Linked DNA regions of Danio rerio: region 2 is linked to region 1. The links are chromatin contacts, called in public HiCAR-type maps. All regions are on one chromosome and are shown on one strand. The core of a region is the stretch at or near the end of the contact, and the rest is flanking DNA. Distances in the headings are between cores, read along the strand shown.

The links. HiCAR-type assays count read pairs that join an accessible place to other places.
Region 2: a HiCAR-type map of caudal fin shows a contact between it and region 1, with 4 times the contacts expected there. The contact joins two enhancer-like sites. A contact is called at or near these places in 4 of 18 Hi-C or Micro-C datasets (caudal fin and embryo) and 1 of 4 datasets of contacts at active chromatin or transcription factors (caudal fin).

What each region holds. Positions count from the first base shown.
Region 1 is chr23:36,425,820-36,429,764 of GRCz12tu, forward strand. The region is part of intron 21 of itga5 (integrin, alpha 5 (fibronectin receptor, alpha polypeptide)); the gene reads right to left. Among named protein-coding and RNA genes, the nearest start is that of itga5, 89 kb to the right of the region's middle. Within about 2 kb of position 2,097, at least 20 of the 62 cell types and tissues checked have an H3K27ac peak or open chromatin away from gene starts, as enhancers often do. A contact at or near this core is called in caudal fin, where this site is marked.
Region 2 is chr23:36,570,436-36,574,380 of GRCz12tu, forward strand. LOC137489140 (a long non-coding RNA gene) reads right to left here. Exons shown (of 6, transcript XR_011008495.2): 3 at 2,322-2,423; 4 at 1,533-1,671. Among named protein-coding and RNA genes, the nearest start is that of csrnp2, 41 kb to the right of the region's middle. Within about 2 kb of position 2,251, at least 11 of the 62 cell types and tissues checked have an H3K27ac peak or open chromatin away from gene starts, as enhancers often do. A contact at or near this core is called in caudal fin, where this site is marked.

The sequences.
Region 1 (3,945 bases), core at 847-3,346:
TTGGAAGTGTTATTGCAGAGCAACACAAACAGCACGCAGCATTCCATGGCTTTGTGTAAGATAGACGCCGTGGGTCACGCCGATCACTTCACACAGAAGTCTAAATCAGCCTTTAGAGATATCTATCATCTAGTGTGCTCCAAAACAGTGACAAAATTCGCATTAGAAAGATTTAAACGTAAAACTTGCAGTTTTTCACTTCCACCTTAATGGATTAACGACTTTGTGACATCACATAATACTTTAGTTTCTCATTAAAACTTCTGACCTATCAAAAGCCCTCTCATTGTCTGACATACCCCGCCCATTTTCAAGATGCTATTGCTAGATGTTGCTTGAGCTCAACCACTTCCTTGGCAGAGTTGTGATTAAAACAAAACGTTACTGGCTGTGTTTTTACACAGAGGGAGAAGCTACTCTGCATCCCGCCCTGTCTTTATGTTTCAGGCCCCGTTGACACAAATACGTTCTAGTATTAAAACAGCATTTTAGAATGAAAATAACCCGCGTCAGTCCACACTGGCTTTTCATCTAGTGTTTCTGAAAAGTTCTCCATCCACACTACACTGCTCAAAACACACATCACGTGACCACCCACACACACACACACACACACACACACACACACACACACACACACACACACGCACGCACGCACGCACGCACGCACACGCACACACGCTCTGGCATGCACTGCAGCGTCTGAGCTCCAGGCAGTCAGTGGGAAAAATGATGAGAGTTTTCCAGGATCAAATAGAAATAACAAAATGGGAGGGTGGTGGGAGATGGGTCTGAAATACCGGAGACTCCCAGGAAAAACGTGAGTGCTGGCAGGTATAATTAAAACTGATATTCAGCAAAAGAGAAGGTGTGTTTCATATTTTCAATAAAAATGAAAGGAGGCAGTAATGTTATAGGCTGTGTTTTGTTAAAAATATGCATACAATGAAGATGACGGTGATATAAATATGTAGCTACATGACGCCTCAACATTTTTGGTGCCTTTAAGTTGCTAATATCAAAATGAAAAATGACAGTTCCTTATATCATGTTTTCATTTTATTGTTAAGAAAGTAAAACAACGTAGCCAGGGTGATGTGAATGAGGTTATAAAGCGCAGTGTTCTTTTTGAAGATCCTCCCGACATGTCCTCGGGAGTTTGTTTTCCATATTAAAAATGCGAAGTCAGAACCTACAAAGAAAGGATGCAAGACTGAACTTTGTGTAGGCTACTTAATATTGAGGAGGAAGCCCCAATCAGATAGTAGAATGTCTGCAGCCCCACCTCCGTTTTCAGATGTCTCCGTTTTCCCCCATCTACACTGAAACAGAGCAGCAGCGTTTCAAGATGAAAATGGCCTCTTCAACATTTTCAAAAAGCTCCATTTTCGGTGCTCAAAAATACCAGCGTAGTGTGGATGGAAGGTGTAACTGGGGCAAAACGTATGCATTTTAAAATATATTCGTGTAAACGGGGTCATAGTTTATGTTACAAAAATGAACATTTTGAAACATTTCACCGATCCTGACTTGGTGAAACCCACAGAAACCCTGACCACTAGTTACAAGCCTCAGTCCCATAGTGCTGAAATCTCCTACCAACCACATACTGCATGGGGGATCCAGCGCTCATTTTATATTTGTGGTTTTATGTTCACACCACATGCTCAAAAAAAACCTAAGACCCCATACCAGCAGCTGTTTTGTGTGAGAGTTTGTGTGTGGGTGTTAATGAACGTGTGTGTGTGTGATGTGTGTGATTTCTGAATTTCTCATTACACAAGATAAGATTACAGATAGAGCCCAGTCGTTTTGAGGAACCTCTTTGGTGGTCCATAAAAAATAATGGGCTAAAATTACGTTAATAGTAAAACAGCTGAATAAAACACCTAGATAACCTGCCCTGAAGTGACTACAAAAATAAACAGAGGTGTATGGAAACACATATTGAGCAGTTTGAATACTCAACCAACTATAGTCCATCTCTACAGACACATTTAAAAAAGCCATAAATCACTCCACCTTCACAGAGTGCCATGTTGTAATGGGGAACTCCAGTCTGTAATGGGGCAGAGCCAAAATGACAGTCACTTCCTGCATCGCTGGTGGGAACTTCCTGCCCGTCCAAACATGATCTAACAAGACCCCCAGACAGCACTATGAGCTGACTAACACACGTTAGATGAGTAATAAAGCGTATATGACTAACAAGACACATAGTAAGGTCTGGTTTTTGTTTGGAAAAAAATGCTCATTTTCAGCAGTCAGCAGTTCCATGACTTTTCCGGTCATTTGTCATTGGAAAACTGGTTAATTAAATGTTATGTACGGACATCACAAACTCAAAAGGTCGTGATCTGCACTCATTGAGTAATTCCACTACACTGTTAAAAAATGCTGTGTTCCACACAATCCCTTCCCATTGTCTTAACACAAATTAAGTTAAATTAATTGGTTTTACACATTCAAGTGGACTTAAAATAAAACAATTGAATTGTCTCAAAAAATGGAATTGTGTTCATTTTAAATAGGTTTTTATACCTTAAAAAGTAATTTGAAGAAGCTGCAAAAATTATTTGAGTGTATCTTTTTTATTATTACATGAGTCTGTGTCGCGAGCTGTATGTGTGCGCTTGGCAATAGCCTTCACTGAATGCGCGCGCACAGCCCACAACTGTGAAGGCTTTTATATTTGACGCGCTCACCGGAAATAAAAGCATTTATTATGCGAGACTGCCAACTGTGCAGACAAATATCAAATATGGCAAATTAGAAAAGGTTGGTCAGTGAAATTGTGCTACTGTAAGTGATGTTTATTCAGCAATAATTCTCCAGTACCGATAGCAGAACCGTTAACGTCAAAGCTTATCGATACTTCTGTCTTTTATAATGTAGCACCAATAACAATAAAGTTTCAGTACCCATCCCTAGTAAATACATAGTGTTGCCAGATATAGCTGAATTTTTCAGTCCAAAAACTGTCTAAAACCCACCCAAATGCACAAAAAAAAAAAAAAACGGGCAAATAATAGACTAATATTTTATTTTATTTAAATTTATGTAAATAAAAAATTAGCCTAGTTTCTTTAACTATCATTTTTTTAACCATACAGCAACCAATTCCAACAGTCACCAGAGAACAGAACACTAATAATAAAATTACAATATAACTGGATCACATCGAAACACTGCACCCATCTCACCCACACGCTGCACTTATTGTGGTGGACTGTAGATTACACTACCTATTAGTGTATGTTTTACTTTCAAAAATGCTGTATAAATTCATAAAAATTGTCCTGATAAACTGAGTTTAATTAAACCGAGTTTAACAGCATGAGTTTAACTGCATAACGCATTTGTACGCTAAGGGTAGTCAAATTTTAATACAACTTTCCTTCACCACCCCTTGAGGGTGGGTTCATGCAGTTTACCCTATGCACTGGTCACTAATAACAGAATGGACTAGGAGCACACAGTTATGTTTTGTTAAATCATTTGCATATAAAATTTACATTTTAAAACTGCCAACATTATGCCATCCTGCCTATAGCATTCTTTAGCAACACAATCAAATTCAAAGCCACCCAATCTGGCAACACTGATTGTAAAAAAAAAAAAAAAAAAATCTAATCAAGATAAAATGTAAGAGCTCAGCATAACTATAACTATAACTATGTGATCACACCGCTGTTGGAGAGTATCAATATTTGCTCTCACCTTGACATCAAAATCAAAAAACACGTTAAAACACTGCAAATCAATTTGATATCAAAACTCTGACGTCCATTTGACAAACATACATAGGTACGCCAAATATACCACCAAAACAGTGACACAAAAAGTATTATATTATAAGAAATAATATGAAAAATAGCTTAAATAATTGTCAGCCACACTGGCAAAGCAGTCTGATGAAAATACCCTTGATAAAATGTGCTCTTC
Region 2 (3,945 bases), core at 1,001-3,500, 140 kb after region 1:
CGCTAGAAGGGCATCCACTGCGTAAAACATATGCCGAATTAGATGGCAGTTCATTCCGTGGCGACCTCTGAAATAGACACTAAGCCGAAAGGAAAATGAATGAATTTTTACAATTGAGCAAGATTTATTATTATTGCACAACAGCAAAAATTATATTTGAAATCAGTTTTTTATTTAACATAATAAAAAATTATATATATATTTTTTTTATGTTATTGTGAAGGGTTACATTTTATTGTATCTTAGAATTAATTATTAATTTATCATTTGTACTATTAGTTATTATTTGAATGTTTTTTTTTTTGCATTACAATCATTTGGATTTTGAATAATTAAACCCTGATTCATTTGACAAGATGTACATGATAATTACAGTAAAAACACTGTATTATTATTATTATTATTAAATCAATATAAACTAGTAATATTACACTCAAAAATGATTTTGGCCTTTTCTTCAAACTACTAATTTTAAAATGAGCTGAATCAACATAATTATTGGAGGGGGGTGGAGTTACATAAATCGATTTGTTTTGGGACAACATGAAGGAACTGTGTGGAACCCTGTGTTTTTTGCAAACCAGGCTCTTTCTGAAAATATACCTCTATATACATATTTGGAGAGCGCCAAATATGTCCCAGAAGGTTTTTTTTTTGTAGTTTTTGCAAATCCACCAGAGGCCGCTGTGTATGTTTTTTGAGATCTCAGATTTCTCTTGCGCATGCCATGCTGCTCTTCTCACATAAATCCAACAGAGGCCACTGTCGATTGACTGACTGACCGACCGACCAATCTCCTCACCTACCTTCCCTTTACCCAACCGAAAGTGTTTTAAAAAGCACCAATTAACCAGCCCCCACCCACTTCCCTAAACGCAACCAACAGTGTTTTGAAAACCAATACAGAAATAGAAAATCTCCATGATTTTTACCACGTTTTCAGATTTTACCACATTCTCATCCTGTTATTTACTTGTTTATTTAATTTTTTTGGCTTTTGTTTTTGCCTTACCTGCTTTCTGGAACCGCTCTTTGATGGACTTGAACCCTGTTGTAGCAGTCAGCTCTTTTTTGCATCTCAAGTACGTCGACGTACACTGCAAGCCACTGGTCAAAATGGTCACAGCAAGAAAGCCGTCCATATGAAGGTAAGCACTTAACTGCCATAGCGCGAAAAGAAACAGCATCATACTGGCCTGTTTTAAAGACAAAACGCAACCAAACGTACTTCTGGCTACATAATTCGCGATCTCCAGAAACTTATATAGGGCTACGGTTTCAGAATGAGCCCATGTTGGTTTTTTTCAATATAACATATAACAAATATTTTTTAAAAATAGCTTTTTCGGTTTATATTAGGCCTACTGTAATTTTATATTACATTAAAATATAGATTTGGGAGAAAGTGCACTTAACATTTATCACTATTAACAATATTAACAATATTATTGTTATTATTATTAATAATAATAATAATGCAACAGCACTTCTTACGAAGGCTTTCTACAGGCAAAGATTTTCTACAGACATACTGTATTTCTCTCTTCAGTAAAGCTTTCTTCATCTGACATGCAGCTGTTTTCTCAGTCCTCTTGGAACAGCTTGGCCATGTTGTCATGTTCTGTCTTTGTTAAAGTTCCTTTCTCATTTTCCTGCATGATGGCCGTGCGCCTGCAAATATATGACATAATTGATTTCGTATGCCTTTAACAATGTAGAACCTCTGCTGCAACATCTCTCAGGGCAGAAAAAAAAAAAGAAAAGATTTTAAATTGTATATCGTAGCACAATAAATTGCATTCTGGGATTCGCCGTGCTTATTTTATGTAAATAATATGAGAGGAACTCCTTTTGTGTGATGACATCTGAGGGTTTCAATGCCCCAGGTCACCCGTAATTTACATCATATGGGTGGGATTATCATTGTATGAATCATAATCTCCCCCTGCCTGCAAAATGAGGAAGTACAGCATGACAATATTCGCTATTACAGACAATTCTGCTCAGAAATCTGCAGTTACAGAAAGTTTCACTTCTGCCTTATGTTGCTAAGAGGATATTTCAGTACACATACACTTACTGAGAATTTCTTTGAAGCTAGGCGTGATTTAAATATGTTATCTCTAAGAATACGAGAGGAAATTATATCATTCAGCAGTTTTGAATAATCTGTAGTGAGCTACGCAGCAGTTAATATGTTGCCATAACCAACCACAAGTAACAACAAAGCAAACAAAGCAGCAAGTGGTTGTTAGCGGCTAAACTGTTTACAAAGTGAGTCACAAGCGCAGCTCACGTACAACAGAAATATCTCCACTCACCGCTGTTTTTCCAGCTGTCATGGCAGCCTTTGTGTTTTTTTTCCCCTCTGTTGTTCCTTAAGTTACTTCACTGGAGCAAGAACATCAAGTCGTTTCCGTTACCTGTGAAGGAAACTTTCATAGTTCACACAAGAACACAATGAATGCAGAAAGGAATGTACCTTATTAAGATACTCAGCCACTGTTTATCTAATCAGTGACTGAACAACAGCATAACAGTGAGACACAGGGCTGGACGATATGGCAAAAATCTCTTATCTCTTTATTATGAAATATAAATTTAATAATCTGTCAATTCAATTCCTTTTAAAGTTCACATGTATGGACCATGGAAGCACCTCTTTTTATTTATTTTATATTTAAAGCATATACTCTAAAATGTACTCATTCATATGTGATTATTTTTTCACTTTATTTATATACAGTAGTATATAAATAAAATAGTTTGATTATAAATTCAGAAATCTTAAATAAATATTAATAAAAATAGAAAACACTTGATGACAACCCTGCTCAAACAGCCAGCTTAAACCAGCCTAGGCTGGTTGACTGGTTTTAGCTGGTCAACCAGCCTGGTTTTAGAGGGGTTTGGGCATATTTCCAGGCTGGTTTCCGTCATTTCAAGCCTGGTCAGATTGGGAGATGAGCAGCCAAAACCAGCTGTGTCCAGCTTAAACCAGCCTGGAAATGGCCAAAGGGTTACATTTTAACCAGGCTGGTCAACCAGTTAAAACCAGCCAACCAGCCTAGGCTGGTTTAAGCTGTTTTTTTTTTCAGCAGGAAAATATTACATGAAATATTACTAAATAAAAGGTAATACTTTACAATGAGGTTGTATTAGTTAATGGAAGTTAAATTATTTCTTAACATGAACTAACAATGAACAGTACATTTATTACAGTATTTATACATGTTAGTTAATGGAAATAACGCTGTCCATTGTTACCTCAGTACTAGGGCTGGAAAAAAACAGACATTGAGATATTTTGTTTTTCTGCGATATTGCAATATGAATATAATTTCACAAGGTCACTATTTTTAAAAAGAACTGATCGTTTTACATTGATTGGGATGATTTCATGGGAGTGCATCTGTATAAAATGTACAAAATTATAAAAACAAAAAACAAATAAATGACAGAAACAATAATAAAACATCAAACATTCAGTACTTTATGGTTCTCGGAGGAGGCAAACTTTGTAATTTCTGGTGTCTAAATGGTTTAAATTTTCTTGAAATTGCTTGACTTCCTGCGATGTGTCTACTGCAGATGCACACATTGCGATATCAATGCTGAAACGATAAATTGTGCAGCCCTACATGGTACTAATACATAAATAAATGCTGAACTATGATTAATAAAATATTGTTCATCATGAGTTAAATACATTACCTAACATTAACTACTGAAACCTGATTGGAAAATGTGACCAAGAACAAAGCAAACTATAACCTTTGTACTTTCAAACTCACAACTACTGAATCTTGCCATGTTGTTATTTGTGTTTCTGTCAGCATTACCATGGTTGCATTTAAGATGGCAAATAATAATAAAAATACTCAAAAAGCATTACTCCAAGCATGAATTTTTGACATTCATTCATTTTCTTTTCAGATTAGTCCC